Regions from separate parts of the Mus musculus genome. Here all the other regions are linked to region 7. A link is a contact called in public Hi-C and HiChIP or PLAC-seq data. All regions are on one chromosome and are shown on one strand. The core of a region is the stretch at or near the end of the contact, and the rest is flanking DNA. Distances in the headings are between cores, read along the strand shown.

Region 1 (2,700 bases), core at 117-2,616, 340 kb before region 7:
AAATATCTTTTAAGTCTGTGCCTATAACCAGCGAAAGTGACTAGATCGCCTACCCCAGCATATCAATAAAAGCTTGCTCATAGGGCAGCCTGGTGACCTCTTTGGTCAGCCCTGGCTCCTTTGCTCTCTGGATGAAGTCTCAATACAGCCTTGTCTGTCTTGTTTTCAATGTTTGGCTCCATCTCATAACCATCATTCCCGTGAGGGAAGACACACTGAAGTCATCTGAGTGAACTCAGCCTGCTTCCCCTCCTCTGCTTCCCAGGTAGAATGGGAGGAAAGCTGGTCTGTCTGTCTGTCTGTCTGTCTGTCTGTCTCTGTGTGTCTGTCTGTCTGTCTGACTGTCTGACTGTCTGACTGTCTCTCTCTCTCTGTGTCTGTCTGTCTGACTGTCTGTCTGTCTGTCTCTCTCTCTGTGTGTCTGTCTGTCTGTCTCTCTCTGTGTCTGTCTGTCTGACTGTCTGTCTGTCTGTCTCTCTCTCTGTCTCCCCTCTCCTATTCCTCCCTCCCTCCTCCCTCCCTTCTCTTTTTAGTGATGAGGATGGAACCCAGGGCCTTGTGGATGCTAGGCAAGCTCTGCCGTTGTGCCTCACGTGCAGGGCAACAAAGCCATTTCCCCACACTGATCTTGATGAACTGCCCTCATCCCAGCCTATATAACACAGCCTACATTTAAATCATCAACGACTGGGTCATTCCCTACCTGGACAGACAGGCTAGGAGAAGGGTCCACATTTATCATGGGAGGGCAGGGGTTAGGTAAGCCCATGGCAAGGGCTGGGCATCTGAGATGTGAACCCCACTTCTGGCTCTGGTGACTCTCACAACTCATTGTGAGGAAGACTGGACAATAGGGCAGTCATCATCCCCAAGGGTGAGTGCTCTGTCCAAGGTGCTCAATGGGGCTGGTCTCCTCAGCTCGGTCATGGCCACAGGCCTGTGTGTTGGGAGCCCAGGGGAAGTGACTTCTAGGCTCAGGATGAGGAGTCTTGGAGTCCTCTGGCCTCAGTCTCAGCCCTAGGAGTTCTTGCTGTGGTCAGAGTTGACTGGACAAGATGGCCACATGTCCTGCCTATCCGATTCTCTCATCCTGGTACTCGATGGCAGCAGAAGGAAGCCGTGATATTCCTGCTTGGGATTGGTGGGCAGCTGCTCAAGTTTGGGAGCCTCAGGCCAGCTGAGTGGTATGGAGGACAAAGTGCCAAGGGAACAGCCAGGGATAGCTGAGAGCGAGTGTCTACGCCCCATCTGCAAAACTCAGGAGCAATCACAACTTTGCTGAGGCAGCATTCCAGCGGCCGAGCTCAGAATGCTGGGGCCATTTGTGAAATCTCAGGAGATTTCCCGAGGGATAGAGCTGTCTACCCTGGAAGCTCCTTGCCTGGGGCCCAGCCTGTGCTGTCACTCCCAACACAGCTGCTTCTCCTGGGGAGAGAACACTGACAGAATGGTAGCCAGGACATGTTGGGCAGTTAACCAGGCCTGTCCCGGGGCACTCTCTAGCCGTGTGTGGGTGTAGTCATCTTTTAGGAGGCCAACGATCCCCAGTGGCAGAGCTGGATCACCCCAACCACGGGTGCAAGGAGTCAGGCCTACGTATTGTGTCATGTGGTGGCATGCTTGTGACTGTTCCGTATCTGAATCTTGCAGCTGGATCTTTCTCCGTCTTGTTTCTCTTCCCCTTTCATGACCCTCCCCTGATGCCTTGCCAGAGCCAACACCTTTCAAAGCAGGATCAATATAGGGAGAAGGAAACTTTTCAAAAATAACAGGGTTCTTTAATTAAACTCTGCATAAGCTCTTAAATCCAGGAGCTTTCCTGGAGAATAAAAAGCAGAGCTCCATCCGACCCTGACTTTGAGGTGGGATGACCTCTGACCTGAGGGGGAGGGAGATAGTGACCTCTGTTCTTTAGGTCACTCCACTACTGCCTAATTCTCTCCTGTGTGTGGCTCCAGCACTGCACAGGGGGTACTGCTTGGGAGAAAGAGCTCTGCCCAGTTCTGCTGTTCATTCCTCACAGGGTCAACCTGGCCCGAGCCTTCAGAAGGCTACAGTCCAGTTCCTCGAGTGCCACAGTCCCTCTAGTGCTAGAAGGAGAGATGGGAAGGTGACAACCTGTGTCAATCACAAAGTATGAGGGGAGCAATGAGGGGAGCACCAGAGTTAGCTGCTTCCTGGACTCTCAGTGGGAGGGACTTCTCAAGGTCACGAGTGAGTTGGTGGCAGGCTTGAAACCAGTAGATGCACATATGATTTGAATAACTTACTCTCATAATGGCTCTGCGAAGTGGGTACCCTCTCTGTGGAGATGGGGAGGTAGAGGCCCTCAGAGGTAGCTTACCTACTTGCCCAAGGTCACTGGCTAGCACGATCGAGAGGGAACTTGCCGTGCATGCCAGACTGTCAGGATCCCCCCAGCGCTCGGTCTCTCTCAAGAGGATGGGCATCTGGCTCGAGAGCATTTGGGAAGGGATGGTGCCAGACTTAGAAGTCCTAAGGCAGCCTCAGCTCCCTCCCTGCCATGGACAAGGACAGAAAGCCTGCAGTCCCCCATGGAGTGACAGGATGGCACACCCCTGTGAGGTGCCTGCAGCCTTGGGCCTCAGCCATGGGGTCAGTGCCAGCCCTACCACAGGCATCGTTTGAAAGCATCAGCAGGGCCCTGGCTCCCTACAGCACATCCACAGGCACGCATAC
Region 2 (2,736 bases), core at 74-2,573, 320 kb before region 7:
CTGTCTTTCCAGCCCTCTCAAAATAGCAATTTATTTTCTTAGTTCTGAAGGTAGAAATCCAAAATCAAATCAAGATGTTGACAGGGCAAATCAGAGAGCTTTCTATGCCCCTTTGTTGGGCTCAGGCTTCTGTAAGCCGCTGGCTACTGACTCTATCACTCTGCTGCCCTCCCTGTTTCTGTGTGGCTATTCCTCTGGTAGGGGTGTGTGTGTACAAAATATACAATATTGGTCATGAATGAGAAAGGTTGGGAGACACAGGAGGAACCCAAAAAGTAGTTTAAAAGTTCAGATTCTCTGAGCTTAATTCCAAATGTCTTTGCTATCCAGTCCTAACCTGTCTTTACTGCACCAATGCCAGCACCCAGGACTCAAGAGGTTCTCCATAGATACTGATGGGCCAGAGGGATGAATGTATGGATGGGTGGGTGGATGAATGAATGAATGAATGAATGCAGCAGCCTTTTTTGTCTGCAGCCATAGAAGCTGATGTGTTGTTAGACCCTGCATTTCCCACTCGGCTCTGCTCGTACCAGCCTCCATATGCGGTTAGGTCATTGATATTCACAGAATTCTTTCCAGCATTGATTACTGAGACAGAGCACCCCTCCCCCAAACCTCGTCAACTTTCCTGCCCCTCCCCACCAAGGGAGCCTCTGTCCAGCCTCCTGATTAATTCCCTTCCATGAATGTTCTGATGAAACTGTGTGCTCACGCCCGCCGAGCAGCCTCCGTATCCTGGATCATTTCAAAGCTATTTTGCTCTTTGTGGCTTGTATTCATTAGCTGTGGCAGAGGTCATGAGGTCCGGGCCGGCTCGGTGGGGCCACCTCTGAGCAGGCAGTTTCCCTGGAAGGGAAGTTCTTCCTAGCCTGCTGAGGGTGGAGAAGGTCATGCTGGCCAGACCTGGTGGCTTGAAATCTGTGAGAGGGAGCAGGCGCCTGGCAGGAGAAAGGGTTGCTCTCAAAGGAGCGAATATTAGACTGAGCCACATGAGATTTCTGATATGCAGCCTTTTGTGCACCCATGAAAGCAGCAGGCTGGTGGAATAGAGTCATCTGAAGTACAGAGAGGGTGGGAGGGAAGGAGTGGGGCTCTAGTAGGCAGGTAGCTACAGGAGTGGTCCCTGTCTTGTGGACGGTGGTTTAGGGGTGCTCTTACAGGAATGGGGGGGAAATTGCCAGCATTTGAAGCATTGGAGCCCAGAGACCTGAGCTCTGGAACTTGTCTGTGGCTTGGGACTGCAACTGGGTGTGCCCTCCACCCCCACAGCATAGATTGGCCATTTTTAGTTCAATGTGAGGCCATGGCGCTGTCCGTGGTGCTGAACCCCTATTGGCTGGGCTCAGATGTGGGGCTTATGCTTGAGTGCCACGGAAGACTGTCTACCATCTTTCAGGGAGTCTGGAGCCCAGAGAAGGACGTGGCAGAGGACAGGGGTCAGTGTGAAAGTAACCTCTCACTCCACAAAGAAACAACTGCTAGCTGTCTCTGGAGAGGGAGCAGTTTAGTATACTGCCATTACTAAACTATTATCACTCTGGGGACACATGCTCTTTCTCTCTATGTCCCTAATGCCATCCTAAAAGCAAAGGTGAAATCAGTCATGGGTCTTCACCCTCTGACTGTACCTACCGTCGTTCCTCTTGCCTGTAAGCTCTCTGCAGGCTGCTTTGTTCTTGTTGCTGTACTCCGCTGCCCTGCCTCATCATCTGACCCCAGCAGTCCCTGCCTGGCCACACCTTTCCAGGAAGCCTCTCTTGACTACTTCATTCAGCCCAGCCTGGCCTCTCATTCCTCTGACCCCATTCTGACCTCAGAGCTAAGTTTAGCAAGCAACACTTTCCAAGGCATTCTTTCTCAGCTCTTTCTTTCTCCCTCCCTCCCAGCTGCATGCTCTCAGGGGACCTGGCTCTTGCTTTCTCTGTCCTTGCAGCAGAGCCAAGGCTGCTGTGTGCGTGGATATCAGCAGCAGCACCATCAGCCACCATGAGTGAGGGCTACTGCTGTGTAGGCAGTTTCTGTGCTATTTCTCACTGGAGACTCACAGGGAATCTGCAAAGCTGGTCCTATTGTGTCACCGTCATAATAGGAGGCCCAGAGGGATCCAGTAACCTGCCTAAGCCATAGAGGCATGAGAACCAGGGTTCAACCGAAGGTCTGTCTGGCCCCAGAGGCCAGCTCTTAATCACCAGCTAGTCTCTCTGAGGCATGGCAATGACCCACAACTGAAACCCATTCTGCCACTGACTTGGGGTGAAATTGTGTCACCGAGGGACCAGCATTAGAGAGTGGGGGGAATCATGAGTTTTTACCGGGAGGGAGCTGAGAGGGCTGTATTATTTTCCTTTCCTGAACAACATTCTCATACCTTAGGAATGGCATTAATGTCCAAAACACTTATTGAGCGCCACTGCATGCCCTGCATTATGAATTATGATAAGGACTGGGTCAGATAGCCACAAATACAACACACACTGACCCATTAGTCTATGATAGAAAGTTTAAGAGAGAGAATTAGAAAATAATAACACAGCTCAGATCCAGACCAGGGACCCCACCAATAGATGGCACTATCTTCTATGCTTTCTTTTGAAAAGACCCTGGTGTATTCTAAAAGTGGTACAGACTCCCCAGAGACAAAGGGACATTCAGAGTCGTGGGTCTGGACTTTTCAGGAGATGGTGAGTCTTAGACACCACTTATCAAGGGACTGCTTGGCTCTGTGAGGGTGTC
Region 3 (2,700 bases), core at 46-2,545, 390 kb before region 7:
CCAGCAAGAAGGATCTGTCAATAAAGTGGGCTTGGCAACCCTGATGCACAGATGCAGACAAATCGGTGGAGGAATAAGCCAGTGAGGAGTCCTGCCTGCTCCCACATTAGAACAGTTAGCCACACAGAAGCTACCCTGAGCCCTCCTCTGTCCTGGTAGTAACGCATCACTACTGCTCCTCCTGGTCTAGAAAGTCACTGATGCAGACACCTGATGTGAAAGGTCCACAGGATACCTGGACCCACAGAACATGTCAGTTATAGTACTGGGCTCAAGATCTGGTGAGGTGCTTGACACAAAGCCTGACCACCTGCGTCTGACCCCAGAAACCCATGGTGGAAGGAGAGAACTCCTCAAAGTTGCCCTCTGGTTGCCACACATGCCCCATGGTGTGCTCTCTTCCGTCACAGCATATGCAGGCCCATGATCCCACACAGATACTCAATGACAACGACGATGACAACTGCAACAACAGCAAAATGTATACAGAGCTGGCCTTAGGTTCTGACTTGCTGTTTCTGAGCTGTCACTTTGGTGGCAGAATTTTCATGAGCAAATGAACCCAAGTTCCAAATAACACACCCACTGATGGCACAGCAAACAGACTTTCTCGAGAGCATGTTATTTGAGGACTTGGTGGCTTCTTCAAGCCCTGGTTTCAAGTGACTCAAGCCTGTGCTCTCTCTCCAGTGGGGCAGGGAGACAAGCTGAAGAGTCTGTGTTTAAGGGTCCCTCCTGAATTGCTGAGTCTGAGAGAGTGTACCCAGGAACATCACAAAAGGTAAATATGCTTGTCAGTCAAGACTGGCTGCCACTTCCCATGCAGGAAGCTCACAGGAGATGCTCACAGGACGAATCAAAATCCAAATGACACCTGGACATGATGGCGCCAGCCTATGATTTCAGCACTTGACAGACTAAAGGAGGGTGATCCCGTAAGTCCCAGGCCAGCTATGGCTGGAACAAGAGAAACCCTGTCTCGAATACCAAAGCAAACTAAAGTCAGTGCAGCAGAGTGGAAGGCTCTATTCACAGCCAGCAAGGCCATACTTCCTCATGCCCCACGAACACCAGAAGGCCCTGGGAGTTCATGCTGAGCCCAACCAGACTTCTTGGCCTTGGGTCACCAGTTACTTCTTGAATGATGGTGGTGCTACAAACCGCAAACTACACTAAAGAGCAGAGGCCAGGCAGACTCCAATCAGCTTCTTTCACACTGCATGAAGGCAGGGCAGGGATGGCAGCTACACAGCTCCTGAGAAGGCCTTATCCATATCCTGATCAATCTTCACCTTTGCCTCGTAAAAAGGCTCATTTCCTCTTCACCACAGAGGAAGGACAGCGGCAGAAACTGGCTGTGAGGGCAGCTGGCCTGGCCTAAAGGTCTGAGTGTGTTTCTGGCTAGTGAACTGTGAGAAAGGGAACCTTTCTAAACCTTATCTTCTCAAGTGCATATATAATCAAGCCAGCCAGCCACCCTAGGAAAGGCTGCTGTAAAGGCTAAGTAAGAAGTTACAAAGTGGGCTGGTGAGATGGCTCAGTGGGTAAGAGCACCCGACTGCTCTTCCGAAGGTCCAGAGTTCAAATCCCAGCAACCACATGGTGGCTCACAACCATCTGTAACAAGATCTGACTCCCTCTTCTGGTGTGTCTGAAGACAGCTACAATGTACTTACATATAATAATAAATAAATCTTTAAAAAAAAAAAAAAAGAAGTTACAAAGTGTTGGTGCACAGTAGGCTCTCAATAAAGAACAGCTACTGTTGTAGGTATCACTGGGATTATCTACAAACTACAAGCCTTGGCTACAACTGGAAGAAAATGATTTACCTTCTCAAGGGCCAGCCCTTGGAGCACGGATCTACTGCTGCACTGCTAAATAAATCACTTCCATCACACAACTAAACTAATACTTCACTTGCAAATATCTGCACATTGGAATGATGGTTTGATTGGGGAGGCAACATAAATCAGAAATATAACATTGTGGCCTACAGTTTAAAATGTTTTAGGGAGATTCCCTCCCCTCTGCTGCCCTCAGACACTGCTGGATGCAGAATAAATCTAAGTCTGGGTTGTGCAGGGCACTGCTCACTGCAAGGATGCTAAGATGGAAATGGCTCAAGAAGGAAAGGTTGGTCCTGAGGAGATACCAGTGTGGGTACCCTCAAAGGGCCAAAGAAACAACTCAGGGCTCTTGGGTGTTGCCCAGGAGCTGACACCCAGCTCTGTGCGTGTACATCTGGGGGGGAGGAAAGTCTGATGTTGGTCATTTCCCTCCTGGAGAGAGCTACAACAATACAAGGAAGCATGGAGCCTGGTGGGAATGTTCCATGGGGGTGGGGTGGGGTGGTGGGGGGAGGCTGGTCCTGCATATGCTCAAGGACATGAGACAGAGCTCATGAGCCAAAACTCTGGGTCATCTGCTGACACCCTAGCACAGCTGGAGAGCATCTCAGGGCACAAAGGCACTACAGTGGAGTGTGTCCCAGGAACACCAAGATTCTCTTCTGAGACACTGCATGCACACTGGCCACCTTCAGAATGAGGCTTAAGCACCAGATGACATGCACAACAGTCACTCTGTTCCCATGCTGAGGCATGCTGGGGAAGCATATCAACTGATCCAACTGGAAGGAAGAAGGATAAGAACTGAAGGATGGACAGTAGGGATAGTGGTGTCACTCAAAGTACAGGA
Region 4 (2,700 bases), core at 143-2,642, 490 kb before region 7:
ATAAGTTGTAAAATGAATTCTATTGCTATGGTAACTATATTGACTTTAATACATTATTTTATTCTTTTTTTTTTTTTTTTTTTTTTTTTGAGACAAGGAAGGTATATGTCCCCAGCAGAAGAGGGCATCAGATTTGTAACTGGAGTTAGAAATTGTAGGTGCTGAGAATTGAACCCAGGTCTTCTGCAAGAGCAGCCAGTGTTCTTAACCGCTGAGCCATCCCTCCAGCCTGACTCCAGCTCTGTAGAGTCAGGTGCTGGCTGTGACCTCCTGGGTGTGGTACTTCATTCCCAGGGTCTGAGGACATCCATGGGTCTGAAAATCACTTGGTCTTCCTCAGCACTTGTATTCGGAAAGACAGAGGAATGAATGACCCTCAGGAGCACAGTGAAGGCAGAGTTTTAAAGCCACTCTCACAGGGTGGGGTGGCATGACTCCTGGGTGTGGATGGTGCTTGTGCATTTATTTCTATCCTTCCTGTGTGAATCTGTGTGTGGCCATCAGCATACCATTTGCAGGAGTCAGCTCTCTCCTGCACATGGGTTCCCAATGCCTACCAGAGCCCTCAGGCCCCACCGTACCCCTCCCCTCCACCTAGGTCACAAACAGCAGGGACTGGCCCGATGCAGATACAGAAGGCCTGGACACAGACATGGCATCAGATGGGCTTTTGTCTGTTTATTTTTCTTTCATATAAAAGTTGCGCGCTTGTTCTGTCTGTAGGAAGATGCACTGTCAGACAGGTTAGTGGGGGGTTTATATTACAGTGCCACACTGGGAGGCATGGAACAGGTGTCTCGGCTTAAGGGCCAGCCAGATCCGGTGTTTGCTTGCCTTACCCACAGGTAATGGCTGGCCTCTGCTGGGAACCCAACTGTCCATGTTGCTTAGTATGTATACAAAGACGAATCTTCACAGCTCTCCCAGACCCCACCACTAAGAAACAGACATGTGGAAGCCAGGCTGCCTGAACACTGGGCTCAGTCGCAGCCAGAGGCAGGTGACTGGGGAAGCCTGCTGGCTAATAAGTTAAACCCACACATCGCACCTCGATATCCCCACACGGAAACTCCAGAGCTGTCCTGGCTCTTGACTTAGTCTGCCTAAGGCTCCCAGGATCATAGGAGGGCCTGGTGATTCTGGGTCTAGAAGGTAAGCCCTCCTTTCTGCCCAGCTCATGCTTGGGAACCAGTAGACATAGACCATAGACCCACTCTGTTGGCTGCAGCACCAGTAGGCTAGGCCTCAGGTAGGCCTGTGCTACACAGGGAGGCTGCAGGGGCCTCTACAGCGCTGGGAGGAAGGACCTCATGTGCAGTGTTCCCCACTTGCACACAGCAGCACTTAGAGCTGGTGAAGGACAGGAAGCAGGGGCAAAGACTGAAATGAAAGGACCTGTAAAAGAGGAACAAACCAAAGACCCACATGACTGCTCACAAGCCGGACTCCACACACACACTCCTTAAACAATCCAATTCCGGCTGCCACCAGAGGGAGCTGACCAAGGGGCTGTTTACAGATGTCCCCTCTCTATTTACAGCACAAATAAACAGAAGAGGGGCCCACAGTTCTTATTTGATAAAAGCTGCTAAAAAAACAAACCCCGAAACCCAGGAGGGTTCAGAGTGACAGTTGTTTCAAACGAGTACCCGGCCAGCAGCTGCTGCTGTCTTTTCTTCTGCTCTGCGGACTGGTTGAGGAAGCAGAGATCCTGGTATTCGTTTGACCAAGCCCCACGACCAGAAGAAAAGGGAGCTTGTCCATGCAAAGCTAATTGGAGGTATGGTGCAGGGCCAGCAGCACCTCTGGATTCTGAACTGCACCCTGCCATTTAGCCCACAGTGGTGGCCACAGGGCCATGCCCAGGGAGATCCTAGCCCTGAGCCCTGAACAGATTGTCAACCTCAGCAGCAGGGGGTGGCTCTGCCACCTGTCTGGAATCAGGAAACCTCTGGAGGCCCTCACGTCCTAGGCCTGCTTAGACTTCTTGGGAACAGACACTCCCAGAGAGCAAACGGGGACTAGGAACCTGCTGGCTGCGGGGGGTGGGGCAAAATAGGAGGGAAGCCCACAGGCCTGGAAGGAACAGGAGATGGCATTTAAGGCACACAGCAAGCACGGAGGGGCTGCTTGCCTCTCCCTAGGTCACTGAAGATCCTTATTCACTCTCTGAAGCACAGTCTTGGCCCCAGCTCAGCATGAACTGTCCCTTCTGCCTCCTCTTCCCGATCCCCAGAGTACCGGTGATGTGGGCTGGGGCTGGGGCTGGGGCTGGGGCTGGACCAGTGGTGGGCGACAGGTGCTACTGGTGCTGCTGCTGTCAGCCCAGCAGGTGCCTTGGTTAGTGGCCGTGCATGGCAGGACAGAGCTGGGGCCACTGCTGTGAGAAGTGTCAGCTCTGTGGCTCTTGCCTACCACCCACCATACTTTCTGGGCCAGGTTGACATGCCTCTCCCTCCATGTTTAAAAAGCAGGAAGTGGGCAGCACAAGATGCCTGCGTGGTCCCTTTCTACCTTCTTCTGTCTCCCAGCCATAGCTCCCCTGGCTCCAGGGTCCCGGAGGGCAGTCTACCCAAGGGTCCTGGGGCCCCTACTTATCTGCCACTTAAGGAGGCTAGGGTGGCCTGGGGACAGTGAAGCCCGCCATTCCCCTGGTCTGCTGCTCAGGTGTCTGCTGCTCTCCAGCTGCAGGGGAGAGGA
Region 5 (2,700 bases), core at 17-2,516, 340 kb after region 7:
GGGCACCGTCCACCCTGGAGCTGAGCCCAGAGAATCCAGGCCCCTGACCCGTTGCAGCTACTTGGAGACCGGGGCCCCTGCACTAGCAGTGGCTGATCCCACAAAGGAGCGGAACTAGAGCGCGGTCCGGAGGGCGAAGAGGGAAAGTCCCAATCTTCATTTTTAGCACTGCCTTGAAAGAAGAGTCCAGGCTATCCACGGTCGGCCTTAGACATCCTCGTGCTAGCTCAGAACTTGCATTGTCCTGTCTAAAGGTACATCACACACACACACACACACACACACACACACACACACACACACACTTATCCAAAAAACACTAGCTTCTCAGGACATACGCCCTAGAGAGGCCACTGACTGGGGATGAAGAGGTCACTGCCTTGTTTCTTGTGCCGCCTCGCTCAGGCCACAGTCAAATCCGTGGGTCCCCTTAACGCTCCAGACTTGATCTTTCCCACGGTTCAGCTCTCGCCTCCGAATTAGGCCTCACTCTGGTCTCTTTTCCAAAAGACATCAGTCCTAACCTTCTGCAGGCCCAGTAGGCCCAGAGGCAAGGAGAGAATTGTGGTGTTCTACATGGCGTGTGTGTGTGTGTGTGTGTGTGTGTGTGTGTGTGTGAGAGAGAGAGAGAGAGAGAGAGAGAGAGAGAGAGAGAGAGAGTGAAGAGACCTAGAACCCAAGCAAAACACCCTGAAAATAAAATTTTAAATGCTTCTTGTACTAGGAAAAGGATTCCCTACACATCCACGTCTTTTCTCCACTGGGTTATGCTGCCATTTTGTGGGATGAGGAAGGGAAATTAGGAGGAAGAAAGGGGATGTAGATAGGATCCCGGTTCGGTCAAGTAGTTGGAATAATTGTGGACAAGCTCAGGAGAAGGCTTTCAAGGCCCAACATCCAAACTCCAGGCCACGCAGCCCAGCTGGCCCTCCTCCCACCGGTCGGTCCCTGCCCCCCTTGGCTAATCATCTTCATTAGAGGCGTCATCGCTGACCTAATGAAAGCAAACTGTGTGGAAATCGCCGGTAAATAGTTAGGTCTGTGCTGTAATTAATTCAGTGTCTCTTTTAATCAAACTGGAAAAGAATCGGGCCGCGGGTTGTAGAGACGTGACATCACCCCCAAAATCGGCCCGAACCAATCAGCGTCATCACTCCGGGGACACGTGGGTGAGTCCCCTTTAAAAAAAAAACACAACACAACGAAAAAAAAAAAGGAGAGAGAGAGAGAGAGAGAGAGAGAGAGAGAGAGAGAGAGAGAGAGAGAGAAACAACAACAACAACAAAAAAGCCAGTCCTAAAGTAAAAGTGACCCAAGTTCGATTTTTTTTTTTTTAAAGGAAGTGGGGGTGGCGGCGAAGGCGCGCGCGGAGGACAGGTGAGAGCTGCGGTGGGAGCCGCAGGGCGCTGTCCACGGTGCTGGCGGGGCCGAGCAGGAGCTCCGGGGCCAGGTGGGGCTGCTCGATCCCGGGGCCGCTGTCGCTGTCCGCGGTGCTGAGGCCTCCAGGTGCGCTCTGTTCTGCCTGCCCGTAACGCGGCCCCGGCCGGTTGCTATCGGCCGTGCTGACCCCTGCCCTGGGCTACCGTTTGCCTGGAGGAAGCGTGCGGTTTGGATTTTGTTTTTTCAAAAGACGATCTTTATTCAGATTCCATCAACCTCGTGTTTCTTCTGTGCCTAAGGGATCCTCGGGCCGTTCTTCTACCCTTTGGCTCTCCCCAACTTGGCGCGCCCTCCTCCCATTCCTCCTGACACTCCCACCACCACCCCCCCTCGGCTCGGCGGCTCGGCGCGGTGCTGCAGAAGACGCGTTGAGCCCTTTTGGATGTAATGCGCAGAGGAGGTTGGCCCAGAGCTCCCGGGCTCCCCCAAGGCTGAACTCCGTCCAAGGTGCCCACAGGCTCCCTGCCCGCCTTCCCCATGCCAGCCCGCAGCTAGGGGCAGGGGCAGCGGCGGCTGGGGTTGGGGGTGGGTGGGGAGCTTTTGGGGAGGACAGGTTGCAGCTTGGCTATGGAAGGCTCTAATGGCTTTGGGATTGACTCCATTCTCTCCCACCGAGCGGGCAGCCCCGCCCTTCCCAAGGGGGACCCCTTGCTTGGGGACTGCCGTTCACCCCTGGAGCTGAGTCCACGCTCAGAGAGCAGTAGCGACTGCTCTTCACCAGCCTCGCCCGGAAGAGACTGTCTGGAGACCAGTACCTCGCGGCCTGGTGCAGCATCTGGCCCAGGTTTGGACTCTCACCTGCAACCGGGGCAGCTTTCAGCCCCAGCCCAGTCGCGAACTGTCACCTCCTCCTTTCTGATCAGGGACATCCTTGCTGACTGCAAACCTCTCGCGGCCTGTGCACCCTACTCTAGCAGTGGGCAGCCTGCAGCCCCTGAGCCTGGGGGCCGCCTTGCGGCCAAGGCCGGGGAGGACTTTCGAGACAAGCTGGACAAAAGTGTCAGCAGCGCTTCATCAGACTCTGAGTACAAAGGTAAGAAACTAAGGGGAAAAGCGGGGTGGGTGGGTTCTAAAAAGTGACATGTAAAACTTGAGAGCACACACTTGGAGACAGGAACATAGTCATCTCCAGGATCTCTCAGGCCGGGGCCGAGAGTTGGTTTTCCTCTAGACCTCTCTACCAGCTCCAAAGGTTGAGGTCCTGGAGCAACAAAGAGTTCAGCGTGTGTGGCTCGGAGAAGCTGGGGAGGATACTGTGTG
Region 6 (2,700 bases), core at 51-2,550, 420 kb before region 7:
CATTCTTAGATCTTCAGCTTGCCCCTCCGTGGGCTTAGCAATGATGTTTGTCTGCTCCTGACAAATGTGCGATCAACTGGCCTTTCAAATGTCATTTGCTGCGGCAGCTGGGATCCCAACTTAGCAGCAGTTTCTGTCAGGGCTTAATTCTGTACGGAGATGGAAGCCTCTAAGCAGCATGCACACCAGGGATCACAAAGTCAAGGTCACTGTGGATAGGACTCATGTAGCAGCTCCACAGTGCCTGCAGTCAACCTAGAGAGCTGACCTTTGGTTCTTGCTACCTGTCTTCCATCAGGCTCAGCATCCCCAGCAGGACTTAGAGATGATTTACTTCATCCAACACCATTACCCCTGCCAGGGGACTAAGGACAACTAGGGGGAGAAGTGTCCAGAGGATACTGGGAAGAACTTTCTTGAAGGACTTCATTTTCAAGTGTGCAAGGATCTTGCACTGTACTGTAGGGGATGAAGCTGAATGGGCAGAGGGCATCATGGACACTTCAGGACACACTGTGTGGAGTTGGGTGTGGTTTAACCCAAGCTTGACCACTAGTGTGGATACCTCTCTGAGCCTCTTTCACTTCTTTCTCCTACCTCTTTGAGCCTAAAGAAAAGGACTAACTACAGAACCACCTGACCTAGAGCAAGTATTTACTAATCTGCAGCCATCATTGTCATCTGGTAACATCGCTAGATCTCTGCCAACACTCAATAATCAAAGGCTAGGAACAGCCCCAGCTGAGAGAACTGAAAGCAATACTTTCACTTTCCACATTAAAAGACCCCTGTCTTACTCAGCACAGAGACATCTGTGTGAGGACAGAGGGAAGGCGGTGTTGGCAAACATCCCATAACCACACCCGGGGATGCAGAGCATGGAAACACTCATTATTCAAATCCAAGCACTGAAAGGAAGATGAAACAGTCGGAACCCCTCCTGGCTTCTTATCGCCAAGTAGGAATTACTGCACTCGTGTGGGTTTTGTCTGTTTGTTTTGTTTTTTGAGGCAGGCTTTCTCTGTGCAGTCCTGGCTGTCCTGTTTTTAACTTATGTGAGCCTGTATGCCATGTGTGTGTTGCTGTACACAGAAGGCAGCACTGGATGACCTACCTGCAGCTGGTGGTACAGTTGACTGAGCTGTGCAATGTGGGTGCTGGGAGGGAACCAACTCCACGCTGTGAAAGAGCAGCAAGTGCTCTGAACTGACAAGCCAGTTCTCCAAGTGCTCCTCTTGAATGACTTGCTTTTATTTGTGTGTGGGGTGAGGTGGGGGTGCTGTGTGTGTGCGCAGGTGCCTTTAGAAACCAGAAGAGGGCGTCAGATGCCCTAGATATTAGAGGTGGTGTAAGTCAACTGACTGACTGCTCTGGAAGCTCAGCAAATGTCCTTAACCAACTCTCCAGCTTAGTGTGTATGTCTTTAGTCTTTTCCCTGTTTCTTTTCTTCTTCTTCTTTTTGAGACAGGGCTTTTCTGTGTAGCCCTGGCTGTCATAGAACTCAATCTATGGAGGACCAGGCTGGCTTCAAACTCCCAGAGATCCCTTGCTTTTGCTCCCATGTGCTGGGATTAAAAGCATGCAACCCTACACCCAGCCAATCCTTGCTTTGTTTTGTTTTGTTTTGTTTTCTTAAACATAGCAATGCATTATGGACAGTTTCCTATGAGCACAATTGTTTGACAGTTGAATAATATTCTGCTGGAAGGCAGTGAGTATCCTGGCTGGACTCCCATATGAACACACAGCTCATTCCTACATCTCTGTGTGCTTGCATAATGAAGCTCTGAGAAATAGAATTGCTAGTTTATAGAGAAGAATGGGGAATCTGGAAAACTGCCTTCATGCCAGGCAGGCTGCAGCCAAAAGCTGCCCCAGCAAGGCTCTGAGTGGCCATGAGACATGAAGGGAAGAGGCTGGACCTGCAGTTCACCCTCCCACCCAGTCACCTAAGCTCCTCTATTTCCATCTCAATTACATAACAACAAGGGTTAAACTTACACTGAGATTTAGATGAGGTAGAGATCTCCTAAGATGTGGTATCTGAATGACCAATGGGCAGATGGTACAGTGCTCAACTGCATTTGTAATCAGGAAACAACAGCCATAAAGACACATCACTACATCCATGCCTATGTGGATGGTGCCTAGGTATGATGGCACATGTCTGTAATTCCCCAACAAGGAAGACTGAGGCAAAAGGACTACAAGTTTGAGACCAACTTGGGTTATAGTACAAGATCTTGTTGCAAATCAAAACAAGACAAATGAAAAGGAAGGGAAGGAGGGAGGGAGCTGGGTATATGGGAGCTATGCCTCAGTTCACCACAAAACATCCAGAGTGTGAAGAGTAGTCTTTCAGGGTGCCTGAGGCAGCAGAGGGGTAAATACAAGCACACCCAGAAAACGGAATCCCACCGCACATGTGAAGGAACCACCTATTCCTACCTACCCAGCACAGATGACTCACACAAAGAGGCTACATACAAAGAAAACCACAAACCAAATGAGCATCCACACAACTACATCATCAGGCAAGGAGCAGCTATTATTGGGGAATCAAGAGAGTGGTTATGCTTAAGGCAAGGTTGCTATCTGGCAGCAACACGGGAGGGCTCACACTTCTGGGGACACAGTTCTCAGTCTACATGTTCCTTACACGTCTGTCTTCAGTGTGGTTTTCCACACTAGCAGGGACAA
Region 7 (2,700 bases), core at 140-2,639:
TCTCTAAACTCCAAGTTGAGGTTAAGTCACACAGCTTGGGGAAGAACTAGGGACCAGTGCACACAGGCCACTTTGCATGCAGTCTGACATGAAAGGCACTCTATAAATTGTTTGTTATTATTATCATCATCATTATTACCAATGACAATCTTTAATTCTTCATTTCCTGCTTGCTTTGTCACAAAATTCCAAATGTTATAACCAACAGAACAACCCTCTGTTAAGATTTAGGGGGAGATGTTGGGAGTAGGGAAGGGTTAAAGTGGGTGTGAGTGGAGGCAGTGGGGTGGGGGCTGAGGTACAAGCCAACCTAGTGACACCCTCTGTGACCTTGGACCAGTCTCTCTCTCTCTCTCCCTCTCCCTCTCTCTCTCTCTCTCTCCCTCTCTCTCTCTCTCTCTCTCTCTCTCTCTCCCCCCACCCCACCCCCTCTAGGTCCTTTGTTCTTGATGCATCCAAATGACATCTCCGTAAATACTGCAGCAAGAACCCACCCAAAGGGGACCAGGAGCACCCCCAAAAGACCCACAAAGCGCCCCTGGGAATACCAGGAAGCACTCTTACAGCCTGCACACAGCCTGGCAGGAAGCCTCCAGGGGGCTGAAGAGAGCACAGGGCTGTCCTAGGGCAGTCAACTCAGTGGCCTCTGCCCGGCATCTGCTGGAGTCCTCCCACGTGGTCCTCCCAGGCCTGCCCCAGGAAGGCAGAGAGCTCCTTAGCAAAGGCCCTCCTGCCCCCCTACTCTGCGCTCCCTGCAGAGCTGGCTTGGCTTCTCCGTCAAAAGCAGGGCCCATCAGGCTGGAGGCGGCGATGTGTCAGCTGGTATTCATGCTTTGGTTGTGCGCTCAGAGCGCTCCCCCTCCCCAGCTCCCCAAATCCACCCACCCACCCCTTTACCCACTGCTCAGGGCCTTCTGGGTGGCAGCGCTTCACACAGAGAGAAAGAGACAGAAACCGAGGAGCAGCAGCCTAGAGCCCTGGCTGTGGGGGGTGGGGGCTGACTCACTTGGCCCCCTCCCTGGTGCCGATGGGGCAGCCCCCACACCCCTGGGCGCTGGCACCGAGTCAGGCCCCACAGTTGGGAAGAAGGGAGATGCAGCTCCGCTGTGCCTGACCCGAGTCCGCTGAGGATGCACCCCGAGCTCAGGGACCGGTTGGTCCTCGGGCCGACAGGCGATGTGTAGGCAGCGACCCCCCACAGCAGGCTCACTCCGGCGGCCGCCTGCTGGGGCCACCCTGGCCGCGGGCCCGCCGGGACACCCCTGTTCGCCGCGCCCCTCCCCGGGCCGAGCTCGTCCCCGGAGCCTCGCAGTATTTCCTTCCTGCACCTTTAAGAAGACCGTTGCTCCGTGGTGGGATGGTGTGTTAAAGCCACACAGAGGAAGTTACGCAGCCCGGATCAGACCGGGAGATAAAAGCCCCGATGGTGACCGTGAGTGATGGCAAGAGGATTTAGCCTCGGCATTAACTTGGAGCGGAGTGCAGGGGGGCGGTGAGGCGCCCCGCCATCTGGCCGGCGCCGCGCCAGGGGGATGTTCAGGCGCCTGGACCAGCAGCGGCGAAGCCCACCCAGGCCAGGGGCTGAGTGGGGCGCGCGTGCAGGTTCTCCCCTGGCTGCCCAGGGGGCCCCAAAAGTTTGCACTTGTTAACAGCGACCTCCCGATCGGCCCGGGAGGGCCATGCAAGCCGCGCGGTTGGCCCCCTTCCCTGGCCCGCGTCTCCGGGACGGCTGCGGGCGGGCCCCCCGGCGGCCCGAGGGTTCCCCAGCCCAGATCTGAGGGTGGCCACCGCAGCGGCGGCGCGGGGCAGGAGTCTCCAGCTCTCAACCCTGCGGCCCGTGCGCCCACCCAGCACCAGCCAGAGGGTGGCGGTCTCCGGCCTCTCGGGGCTCGCTCCGGGAAGCTGCTCCGAGCCCGGGTAAGGCGAGCGGGGAGCGCCGGGGCGGCGGGCGGGGACGGAAGCGCCGCAGTTTCGCCAGGGTGCTTTCATTTTGAAAAGGCTTCGGCGACGGTGCCAGTTCTCCCCGGACCAGGGAGTCACTCGGAGCCTCCTAGCCGAGGTTCGGACGCAAAGTTATCTGGTGGCGGCTGCTACTAAAGGAGGGCTGGAGCCGCGGAAGAGGGGTGTGTGTGCGCGCCGGGTGCAGCATCTTTAAGAAGTAGAGTAGCTAGTCTTCTCTCTGGGCTCCCCGCCACCCAGCTCGTCTTTTTCTATCCGAGCGCCTGTGTGGGGAGGGGATGGGCTGTTGCAATAACGCTGCTTACTCGTGTCTATGAAAAGTAAATTAACCCTTCTCCGCCGGCGCTCCCCTCCCTAATTTAGTCTCCTCTGGGCTCTAAAGGCGCAAGGAGAACTCTTGGCCAGTCAGGTTAGAAACTTCTTTCGGTGCTGTGGAGGGGGTCGGCAGGCGGAGAAGGGGGCTCCACCACCGTGGAGAGTCGCACTCCAGGGAGAGCAAAGACGGGAAGTGGACCTCCAGATCTCGGGTCCGCCCGTTTCGGAGTAAGTTGCGGGTCTTTGCTGGGGGATGGCGGCGACAGGGTCTCCGCGGAGCAGCGCCGGGAAAAAGAATGCGAATAATTCCCTGGAGCTTTGCTCGGTGTCTTTTAATTAAGGGAGGCGATGTCAAATGAGGGGGCAGCCTGGATGCTAGCCTGGCCTTTATTAAAGGCGTGATTATTAATTGCGCCGGTGGTTTGC

Evidence for each region. A called contact is a pair of places that touch in the nucleus more often than the background predicts. HiChIP or PLAC-seq counts read pairs in DNA pulled down with a chosen protein or histone mark.
Region 1: a contact with region 7 is called in a Hi-C map of the CH12 cell line, with 1.7 times the contacts expected there. The contact joins the enhancer-like site here to the promoter of 6530402F18Rik in region 7. A contact is called at or near these places in 16 of 39 promoter capture datasets (the 3T3-L1 cell line, the C10 cell line, the HPC-7 cell line and 9 more), 3 of 15 datasets of contacts at CTCF or cohesin (the NIH/3T3 cell line, embryonic stem cells and large pre-B cells), 26 of 484 Hi-C or Micro-C datasets (B cells, the CH12 cell line, the N1E-115 cell line and 16 more), 30 of 115 datasets of contacts at active chromatin or transcription factors (the 230-238 cell line, DN3 thymocytes, the SCID.adh cell line and 19 more) and 3 of 9 other capture datasets (embryonic stem cells, liver and macrophages).
Region 2: a contact with region 7 is called in an H3K4me3 HiChIP or PLAC-seq map of neural tube, with 6 times the contacts expected there. The contact joins the enhancer-like site here to the promoter of 6530402F18Rik in region 7. A contact is called at or near these places in 30 of 39 promoter capture datasets (the 3T3-L1 cell line, 3T3-L1-derived adipocytes, the C10 cell line and 17 more), 2 of 15 datasets of contacts at CTCF or cohesin (the NIH/3T3 cell line and embryonic stem cells), 23 of 484 Hi-C or Micro-C datasets (B cells, the CH12 cell line, the N1E-115 cell line and 12 more), 27 of 115 datasets of contacts at active chromatin or transcription factors (the 230-238 cell line, DN3 thymocytes, the SCID.adh cell line and 15 more) and 4 of 9 other capture datasets (adipose tissue, embryonic stem cells, liver and 1 more).
Region 3: an H3K4me3 HiChIP or PLAC-seq map of the SCID.adh cell line shows a contact between it and region 7, with 9 read pairs. The contact joins the enhancer-like site here to the promoter of 6530402F18Rik in region 7. A contact is called at or near these places in 7 of 39 promoter capture datasets (the 3T3-L1 cell line, the HPC-7 cell line, cranial neural crest and 3 more) and 12 of 115 datasets of contacts at active chromatin or transcription factors (the SCID.adh cell line, embryonic forebrain, embryonic midbrain and 5 more).
Region 4: an H3K27ac HiChIP or PLAC-seq map of large pre-B cells shows a contact between it and region 7, with 2.8 times the contacts expected there. The contact joins the enhancer-like site here to the promoter of 6530402F18Rik in region 7. A contact is called at or near these places in 2 of 39 promoter capture datasets (the 3T3-L1 cell line and embryonic stem cells), 1 of 484 Hi-C or Micro-C datasets (embryonic stem cells), 4 of 115 datasets of contacts at active chromatin or transcription factors (embryonic basal ganglia, embryonic stem cells and large pre-B cells) and 1 of 9 other capture datasets (pancreatic islet).
Region 5: a contact with region 7 is called in an H3K4me3 HiChIP or PLAC-seq map of embryonic stem cells, with 23 read pairs. The contact joins the promoter of Barhl1 here to the promoter of 6530402F18Rik in region 7. A contact is called at or near these places in 5 of 39 promoter capture datasets (embryonic stem cells, maxillary cranial neural crest and stem cell-derived epiblast-like cells), 14 of 484 Hi-C or Micro-C datasets (differentiating embryonic stem cells and embryonic stem cells), 6 of 115 datasets of contacts at active chromatin or transcription factors (all in embryonic stem cells) and 2 of 9 other capture datasets (adipose tissue and embryonic stem cells).
Region 6: a contact with region 7 is called in an H3K4me3 HiChIP or PLAC-seq map of stem cell-derived neural progenitor cells, with 3 times the contacts expected there. The contact joins the enhancer-like site here to the promoter of 6530402F18Rik in region 7. A contact is called at or near these places in 7 of 39 promoter capture datasets (the 3T3-L1 cell line, the HPC-7 cell line, cranial neural crest and 3 more), 1 of 484 Hi-C or Micro-C datasets (embryonic stem cells), 12 of 115 datasets of contacts at active chromatin or transcription factors (the SCID.adh cell line, bone marrow-derived macrophages, differentiating embryonic stem cells and 8 more) and 1 of 9 other capture datasets (pancreatic islet).

Annotation. Positions count from the first base shown.
Region 1 is chr2:29,591,712-29,594,411 of GRCm38.p6, reverse strand. No RefSeq gene overlaps it. Among named protein-coding and RNA genes, the nearest start is that of Rapgef1, 27 kb to the left of the region's middle. Within about 2 kb of position 1,366, at least 11 of the 459 cell types and tissues checked have an H3K27ac peak or open chromatin away from gene starts, as enhancers often do. A contact at or near this core is called in the CH12 cell line, where this site is marked.
Region 2 is chr2:29,572,363-29,575,098 of GRCm38.p6, reverse strand. No RefSeq gene overlaps it. Among named protein-coding and RNA genes, the nearest start is that of Gm30761, 27 kb to the right of the region's middle. Within about 2 kb of position 1,323, at least 46 of the 459 cell types and tissues checked have an H3K27ac peak or open chromatin away from gene starts, as enhancers often do. A contact at or near this core is called in DN3 thymocytes, the N1E-115 cell line, Sertoli cells and 2 more, where this site is marked.
Region 3 is chr2:29,639,231-29,641,930 of GRCm38.p6, reverse strand. All of the region lies in intron 1 of Rapgef1 (Rap guanine nucleotide exchange factor (GEF) 1), which reads right to left. Among named protein-coding and RNA genes, the nearest start is that of Rapgef1, 21 kb to the right of the region's middle. Within about 2 kb of position 1,295, at least 52 of the 459 cell types and tissues checked have an H3K27ac peak or open chromatin away from gene starts, as enhancers often do. A contact at or near this core is called in the SCID.adh cell line, where this site is marked.
Region 4 is chr2:29,738,318-29,741,017 of GRCm38.p6, reverse strand. Rapgef1 (Rap guanine nucleotide exchange factor (GEF) 1) reads right to left here. Exons shown (of 26, transcript NM_001039087.1): 26 at 655-2,700. Gm13420 (predicted gene 13420) reads left to right here. Exons shown (of 4, transcript NM_001370923.1): 4 at 1-37. Among named protein-coding and RNA genes, the nearest start is that of Gm13420, 12 kb to the left of the region's middle. Within about 2 kb of position 1,392, at least 83 of the 459 cell types and tissues checked have an H3K27ac peak or open chromatin away from gene starts, as enhancers often do. A contact at or near this core is called in pancreatic islet, where this site is marked.
Region 5 is chr2:28,914,987-28,917,686 of GRCm38.p6, reverse strand. Barhl1 (BarH like homeobox 1) reads left to right here and starts at 1,266. Exons shown (of 3, transcript NM_019446.4): 1 at 1,266-2,473. The coding sequence starts at 2,008.
Region 6 is chr2:29,668,966-29,671,665 of GRCm38.p6, reverse strand. The region is part of intron 1 of Rapgef1 (Rap guanine nucleotide exchange factor (GEF) 1); the gene reads right to left. Among named protein-coding and RNA genes, the nearest start is that of Rapgef1, 51 kb to the right of the region's middle. Within about 2 kb of position 1,300, at least 156 of the 459 cell types and tissues checked have an H3K27ac peak or open chromatin away from gene starts, as enhancers often do. A contact at or near this core is called in the SCID.adh cell line, bone marrow-derived macrophages, differentiating embryonic stem cells and 5 more, where this site is marked.
Region 7 is chr2:29,251,682-29,254,381 of GRCm38.p6, reverse strand. 6530402F18Rik (RIKEN cDNA 6530402F18 gene) reads left to right here and starts at 1,389. Exons shown (of 2, transcript NR_029460.1): 1 at 1,389-1,917.